2 separate regions of the Aphis gossypii genome follow, and region 1 is linked to region 2. Evidence: chromatin contacts called from public Hi-C data. All regions are on one chromosome and are shown on one strand. The core of a region is the stretch at or near the end of the contact, and the rest is flanking DNA. Distances in the headings are between cores, read along the strand shown.

What was found. A called contact is a pair of places that touch in the nucleus more often than the background predicts.
Region 1: a Hi-C map of whole body shows a contact between it and region 2, with 2.8 times the contacts expected there. The contact joins the promoter of LOC126552766 here to the promoter of LOC114127659 in region 2. A contact is called at or near these places in 2 of 2 Hi-C or Micro-C datasets (both in whole body).

Annotation. Positions count from the first base shown.
Region 1 is chrX:54,528,981-54,532,597 of ASM2018417v2, forward strand. It overlaps LOC126552766 (poly(rC)-binding protein 3-like), which reads right to left and starts at 1,513. Exons shown (of 9, transcript XM_050207673.1): 1 at 1,052-1,513; 2 at 227-283; 3 at 49-165. The coding sequence starts at 1,174.
Region 2 is chrX:54,260,110-54,263,951 of ASM2018417v2, forward strand. It overlaps LOC114127659 (lachesin-like), which reads left to right and starts at 1,699. Exons shown (of 7, transcript XM_027991964.2): 1 at 1,699-2,860; 2 at 3,661-3,757. The coding sequence starts at 3,712. It overlaps LOC114127648 (protein hu-li tai shao), which reads left to right. Exons shown (of 19, transcript XM_050205452.1): 19 at 1-1,578.

The DNA.
Region 1 (3,617 bases), core at 263-2,762, 270 kb after region 2:
TTAAAGATGTAAATTTAAAATTTAGTTTTTTTTTATAAAAATTCTCACTTCTTCAACTTTATGACAAATAAGTTCAGTAGCTTTATAAATTGTAATTCTATTCCCAGTAATGAGAACAATACGTTCTGGTAATGAACCATTAGTGATTTTAACTTTAGCACCAGACTAAACAAATATTTTAAATTATTATTAATAATAGGTATTAATAAGAAGTTAAACTATTTACCAGACTTCTTATATTTTTTACAGTTTCGCCTCCTTTGCCAATAATATTTGCAACTTCCTAAAGTTGAAAAAAAAATACAGATTTAATCATAAAAATAAAATGTTCTTTAATTAACTAGATTAACTTTATTTTTAAAATAGGTATATTATTGTCTATACTCTATACCTAATATAAATATTAATATTACCTAAATAGGTACACACATGCATATGTTGTCTTTATGTTATACACAAGACATGTAGATTATGCAAATTCTGTTGGCTTAAATATAAAAGTAGATTTACCAATTATCAAACTTCAGACAGTAAATTCACTTGTACTCTCTAGTTGATCATAAAGGTACTATACCATACTTGATTAGGTATCAAAAAAACAATCTGAAGAATTACGAATAGGTAGATAGTTCTTCTGAATTTCGTAAAATATTTGCATTACAGTATTTCACAATTAGAATACAAATACTTGCAAGACGGCATTTAAAATATTTACTAACTATTTGATGTACCTACTTTAAACTGTGCTATGTACGTTATTTACTCAATATTTTATAAAAAAAAAATACGAATTGTTAATTTTCATCCGTTCATCGCCTGTAACGAGCATTGAAATCATAATTATGCGTCATTATAATAAAAAAAAAACCGAGAAAAACGAGAGATTAAAAACGAATAATAACGCCTAATGTTTGGTTTCTGAGCGTAATAATAGACAATAATATTATTATCATTTACGCGGGTAATAACAACTACAATTTCGACGGCGCTTTCGAGCGAATAAAATATCAATAGGTAAAACAAAACAATATTTTTGTGCTTAGTTACATACCCCACCGGTAATCAGAATGCGAACAGTCAATTCGACATCGTCGCGATTGTTGTAACCGTACCATCCTCCTCCTCCGAAGGGTCTGCTTCGAAGTTCGTTTTCTTTTCTCGCCTTGACAGACATAACGTCGAGAGAGTGTAATTGTATTATAAATACACGTAGGTAACAGCTATTCGATTAATAACGATCGGGCGAACGCGATCGGACGCACAACTGCCGCGGGACCGGACGAGAACCGACGAACGACGACCGTACAGGCGTACAAATGTACAATAACCGTTTACCGCGTGACGATACCCTGGCGAACACGCTGACAAATTTGAGCGCGCGCCGCGTACGATAACTGCGTTGCGGTAGGACGTGTCGGGGGGGGGGAGGGGCAGCGAAGCCTGCTTTCCGGTTTGTCTTGCGATCAGTATGACCATACCAATAGCAAATACTATAAATTTATAGTATTTGCCAATAGTCTAAGGCCGTGGACCATACTATTATAAACTGATCGTCTACGATGACCATTGACCACTGACCAGTGTAAGAGATCTGTCGCTATGTCGCGTAGATCTTGAAAACGTGAAAATGAAAAGCGTGAAAACGATCTCGGACATTCGTTTATTAATTAAAATAATTAAACATAGTTTGTGCCTAAAACACGAGCGTCCTTCGTTTGGGCGAGAAATTCTCCGATCGTTTAGGCGAATTCATAAATAATTATCGAATAATAGGGAAGTTACCTGTACCTACGATAATTTTCATATACTTATTACAACGTTTACAACTAAATATTATTATTATTATTATGCATAGGTATCTATATCGTTTCGACTGATTGGTGATGACTATTTTAAAGTGTGCGATGTCATGTAATTCTTGTTGCCATAATAATTATTCACGACCTTGTTTAAATAAATAAAAGTTTTGCATTAAAGTACTTATTTGTAGGTAAAATATTTTCCTAAAAACAATAATTAGATTAAATTTGTAAAATTAATTATAAATGATTTCTAATCGCTTTATTTTTTTTTTTTCTATTTCAAATCACTTGGCAAAATGAAAACTGTTATGCATTATACATGATCAAATTGTCGAAGATTATCGACGGTTGTTGACCGACAATAATGCTTGTAACACAGAGAATAATACCTAAACATAATACTGTGACTATCGTTTACGATGGAACAAATAAAAATTATTGTCACAATGTCACGCCAATTAGTTATAATTTTATAAATGATTTTTTAGGAACAATATTATATAACAATTTTTAATTTTTGCTATATCGACATCCAAATGAAGAAATATGTTCCGTCTATGACGGTTAAGATATCCATTTCACGAAATATAATCCATATTGACATATTGTATAATTACGTAGTGTGGAGAAACCATGATTCTAATACTGAGTCCAGTCAATAAAGTAACGTTATTATTAATGTACTATTATTAGACTAGCGAGGAACCTTCAAAATTCTAATTTATCGGTGTTGACAATTAAGTATTAACTAGGTACCTACAATAAAATATAAACGTACTTGTAACTTTGAAAATAGTCATATTTACGAATTACGAAACCCACTATATTTATAAAATCAATAATATAACTAATAATAATTGTTAAACTGTAAATTGTAATAGTGAATAAAGTTATTTTTATTTATTTATTGAATTACTGGTCGAGCTCAAAATATAAATATTTTATTTCATTTTACTATTTTTATTTTTAGGATAAATTAATAACAAAAGTATCTAAATTTCTAAATATAGATACTATACTCGCTAGTTACTTTATTTGTTTGTATTATGAGGGTTAGAGGGTACTAAGGTCTTAGGCGTACTAGACAATTATTTTTTACTTACCGTTTCCATTTTAACTTTTTCCTTTATTTGCCGTTGTCGAAAAAATAGAAATAAATAATTACTCAAATTCAAAACACACAGTTCACTAAAAGAAATTTAAACACGGCAACACAGAAATGGAAATGGTCGTGTTTTATAAATAATTTAAATATTTATTTTTGTACAAATAATTAAAAATACAGCTATTATAGTAGCCTCCTAATGTCTTCTGGCTTCCGCTATCAATGCGTAATAAATAATAACTAATAACTAATGAATAATGTCTAAGATTTAAAATGTAAAGAATGTGAATTTATAACTTTTTTTGTTTGTTAATTATTATAAATATGGCAACAGCTATACTACTATAATAATAAAAGTATTTTGAACAGTATTATACCATTATAATTTATAACATGTATTATGTATGTTATAGAAAACTACAGAATTTTTTTATATGTGAACGTACTTAAATTATTTCTGAACAAATTATTCATAATTTGAGATAGGCACTTACTAACTGAAAATATTAGAATGTCTGTAATAATCATAACAAAAATTATTGAATACAAATGAGAGTAACAAATTGCCAATTGGGATTATCCAATATGGAAAAAATTTAGTAGCGAAACTCAATTACAATTCGAAATTTACCGGACCGGACAAATACGTCTTTTCTTAACTAAAAATAGGGGTACGTTAAAAGGTGACACTGATCGTTCAATTATATTGT
Region 2 (3,842 bases), core at 449-2,948:
ATAGGTGTCAAATTTGACAAAAAAAAAAAATCCGCTCTTTAAGTGAGTATGTACTTGAATGCTATATTCATTTTTCCTAAAAGTATATTATCGTAATTATTGCAACTTGTACTTTTTGTACATTTCTAACCACAACATTTTTAAATATTTATCATTCTCTTCAGCTTAAAAATTCTTAAATGTATGGTTTTTTTTTTTTTTTTACTAGAATTGTTATTGAAAAGATTAACTATGCATTTAAATTTATTTTTGTAACGTGGCTGCTAATACGGTATCTGAAACTCGTATATATATAAATAATTATTTGTGATAAAAAAAGTATATATATATATATTAAAACTACTTTATACCGTTCATGTGATCATGAAATTTACATTGTGCATAAAATAAACTAAGAAAAATGTTGGTGCAAGTAGATTAGACAATATTATGCACTTAAATTTAGTTTTATCTTATCAATTTGTCTGTTGCCATTCATCCTTGTCTGTTTGTATCCAAATTATACTCTAAAAGGGTAATACTAAATCATATAAATATTTATATGAACATTCAGACCATCTATTTAATTTATTGTAATGTACATCACTTAGATTGTAATTTTATGACCATTGGCATCAATTGCCATTTTTTTTATGTTTGTAGACATTTATTTGCTATTATTTTTTAAATAACAGCCAAATTGTAAAAACTGCCCTAATTAACAAATTATAATCGTGAGAAATTAATTATACTTTTTTTATACCTATTTATTTGTTATAAAGATTTTTAATTATTATTTTTATTTACAAAATATATAAATATATATTCTCGGTAGTGTTATGTAAAAATCTTATTAATTATAGATATATTAAAATGTTATTTATAACGTTTATTTCATTATCTGTTTCAATAAAGAGGTCTTTGAATAATTACAATCGGAATATACATTTATATATTTATATACACTCGTATAAACGCCACATAATATATTTTTTTTTATTATTATTATTTTCGTTACTTTTTTGCACAAAAATTAAAACCGTAAACATTTGTCTGTAATAATAATTGTTTTGTGAGGCTTAGAGAATTTTATAATTTTAAAATATTTATTTAATATTTAAAGAGTGTATTACGATTGTGTTAAAATGTACTGCAAATCTATTGATAAATGGACTAGGTAGCTTAAACTTTCTATGTTGTGATCATTTATAAATGTATACAATAACTTTTTATGTCTATGCCTGCCACAAACGCCTGATGTGTATTTATCGCAATAACACAAATAGCCAAGTTTGTTTTATATTTTTTAATTTTATTTCCTTTGCATATTGATTTCACGATAATTATTAAATCTCCATTCTTTAATTGACTTAATTTATAATTATCGCTTTATTGTCAATATTCATAACATTTGTAACACAAATTCATCATATTAATTTTAAGCTTAAAAAAATTATTGTTTAATTTAAAAATTTTTTATTATTATAAATATTTATTTTGTTTTTGTGTTCCTTTTTTTGGATTTTATTTTGATTTCAAATTTTTAAAATATTTTCAAAACCTAAGCTGTATCATCAATATATTGCTTTGTATCAGTAATTGTTGTTATTATTATTTATTTTTTTTTTTTAATACTTAAGAAGTATTGTAACACAAAGAGTTTATCCTTTCCTGTACCAATACATAAAAAGTATTAGTAAAACAACACCTACATTACATAATTTTATAAATGTAATGAAAGAATTGAATTTATCTTTTTAGTACCGTCTTAATGCAGTCGAATGTTGATAACTCAAATCTGTAAGTGGTGGATAAAAATTTGATTTGTATTTTTTGTGTTTTATACCTATCGTATCGTTTTACACCGACTATCTGTTAAAAATATTTTTACCGAATTTATTTATCCTCCATTCCTGTTTATTACTTGTATTAACTACGGTTTAACACATTTAAACGTTAACTATCCAAGAAACACGACATCTGACACTATGGAGACTGATCGATAAGTTGAATAAGTAAGGTAACAGCAATTCGAAATCGAATTAAACATGAACAGTTCACTGCTGTTCCTAAAACGTGTTATCGAAAAACATGTATCATGTAAAACACACAATGGTTCATCATACCCAAAGCGATGGGCACGAGACGTGTGTGTGCTGAGGAGAACGCTCTGATCAGCGTTATCGCGATGCTCGACCACTCGACGTTTGACTGCGCCCACAACTAGAGTAGGGCCATAATATATAATAATAAAATTGTATTATCTATGACCCTGGCCGAAAATATTATACTCATTCGGTAGTATTGTTTACTTATTTTATTGTTTTATTAACGTCCGTGACTGCGACGTAGGTACCTCGACCATATAAAAAATTCAACGTCGCCATGGTGTGTTCGACGACCTCTCTCAATGTATATTGTACTCGTAAACGGCTTAGAATGATTATTACTGTTGGCATATTTACTCGGACGTGACTTGTACGATTTTCACAGTGTAAAAGTGTACTACACTCATGTCGGAGCACGGTAGACTTGTTTTAAAGTATATCTATAAGTCTATTGTTAGGAACCCCTTGTCTTTATAGTAATATATTATTAGCGAACGTAGAATTTAGATGGGTGGGCACTTTTGTAAGACGACGTCCGTCGCCAACGAATAATGTGTGTAGTACATAAGTCAGTCGTAAAATAGTCTTAGACTCGATTACTGTGTGAACACTTATTATAAAAAATATAAATATTGATATTATTTTAATTCATTGCGTTAAAATTCTATTCCTATAAAATAAGTTTTATTGACGTACTGTAGTACTTTCAAGGGAGCGAACTCATTCTTAACAGAGGATAACAACTCAAATCGTCCACGAGGGAACAAATTCAAGTAAGACATAACACTATCTTAAACCGTGCTTTAGACTGTTGAGTATAGATTATAGGGAAATATTGACATTCTATATACTACAAAAATAAACCCAAATTATAGTTTTGTAAAGTGATCAAAAATACTTTCTTACTAATTTTATTTAATGTAAGTTTTTGTGTTTATTATTAAATATGAAATTTGAATGCAAGTTTTTTATTTGTTGTGTTATAAATTGAAAATTAATTCTAAACGCGTGTCACTAACATTCATAATGCTAAATATTTTTTTATTGTTATTGTTAGAAGAAAAATATACAATCTATATCATATTATGGACATAATGAGTATATGTGCTAAGAGAAAAAAAAAGAGCATGAAATACATAATTTAAGGAAAGGAGCCACCCTTTGATGAGACTTTTACTTAATGTTTAGTATGCATAGGTAGTTTTTTATACAATTTATGTTATAATTTTTTTTTTTTGAGATATTTGTCAACAATCTTGTCATTTACTCTATTATGTTAGCCAACTTTTTTTTTTAACTCTACCCCTCGGCCCTCCTTACATACTCTTTCGTGATGAATTTCAATTTTCTTTTATTTAACTTTAATTCCTGATTTGTAAAATATTATCTAACTGTGATTCCCACTTTTTGGATACACTGTTTCTCATAAACATAACCTCAATATCAACAAAAATGTGCGAAAGCCGAAAACCTGTGCATTAATTCAAACTATATTTGTCAGTAGTCTTTCTTGGTGTCTTTTTTAGCCAAACTAATAACAATTTTGTTCTTTCATAATTTATTTCCATAAAAGGGATTGAGTTCATTCATAAATATACATCAATACTACTGCTGACATTTCGAAATGAAGAACATCTATGGCATACTTCTTTTGCTATGTATTAATCTCGGTAAGTACTTGTTTAGCATATCGCATAAATGGCAGCGATGACGTTGGTCAGATCAGATTCCAAACTTGTTGTCAGCTTAATTAGT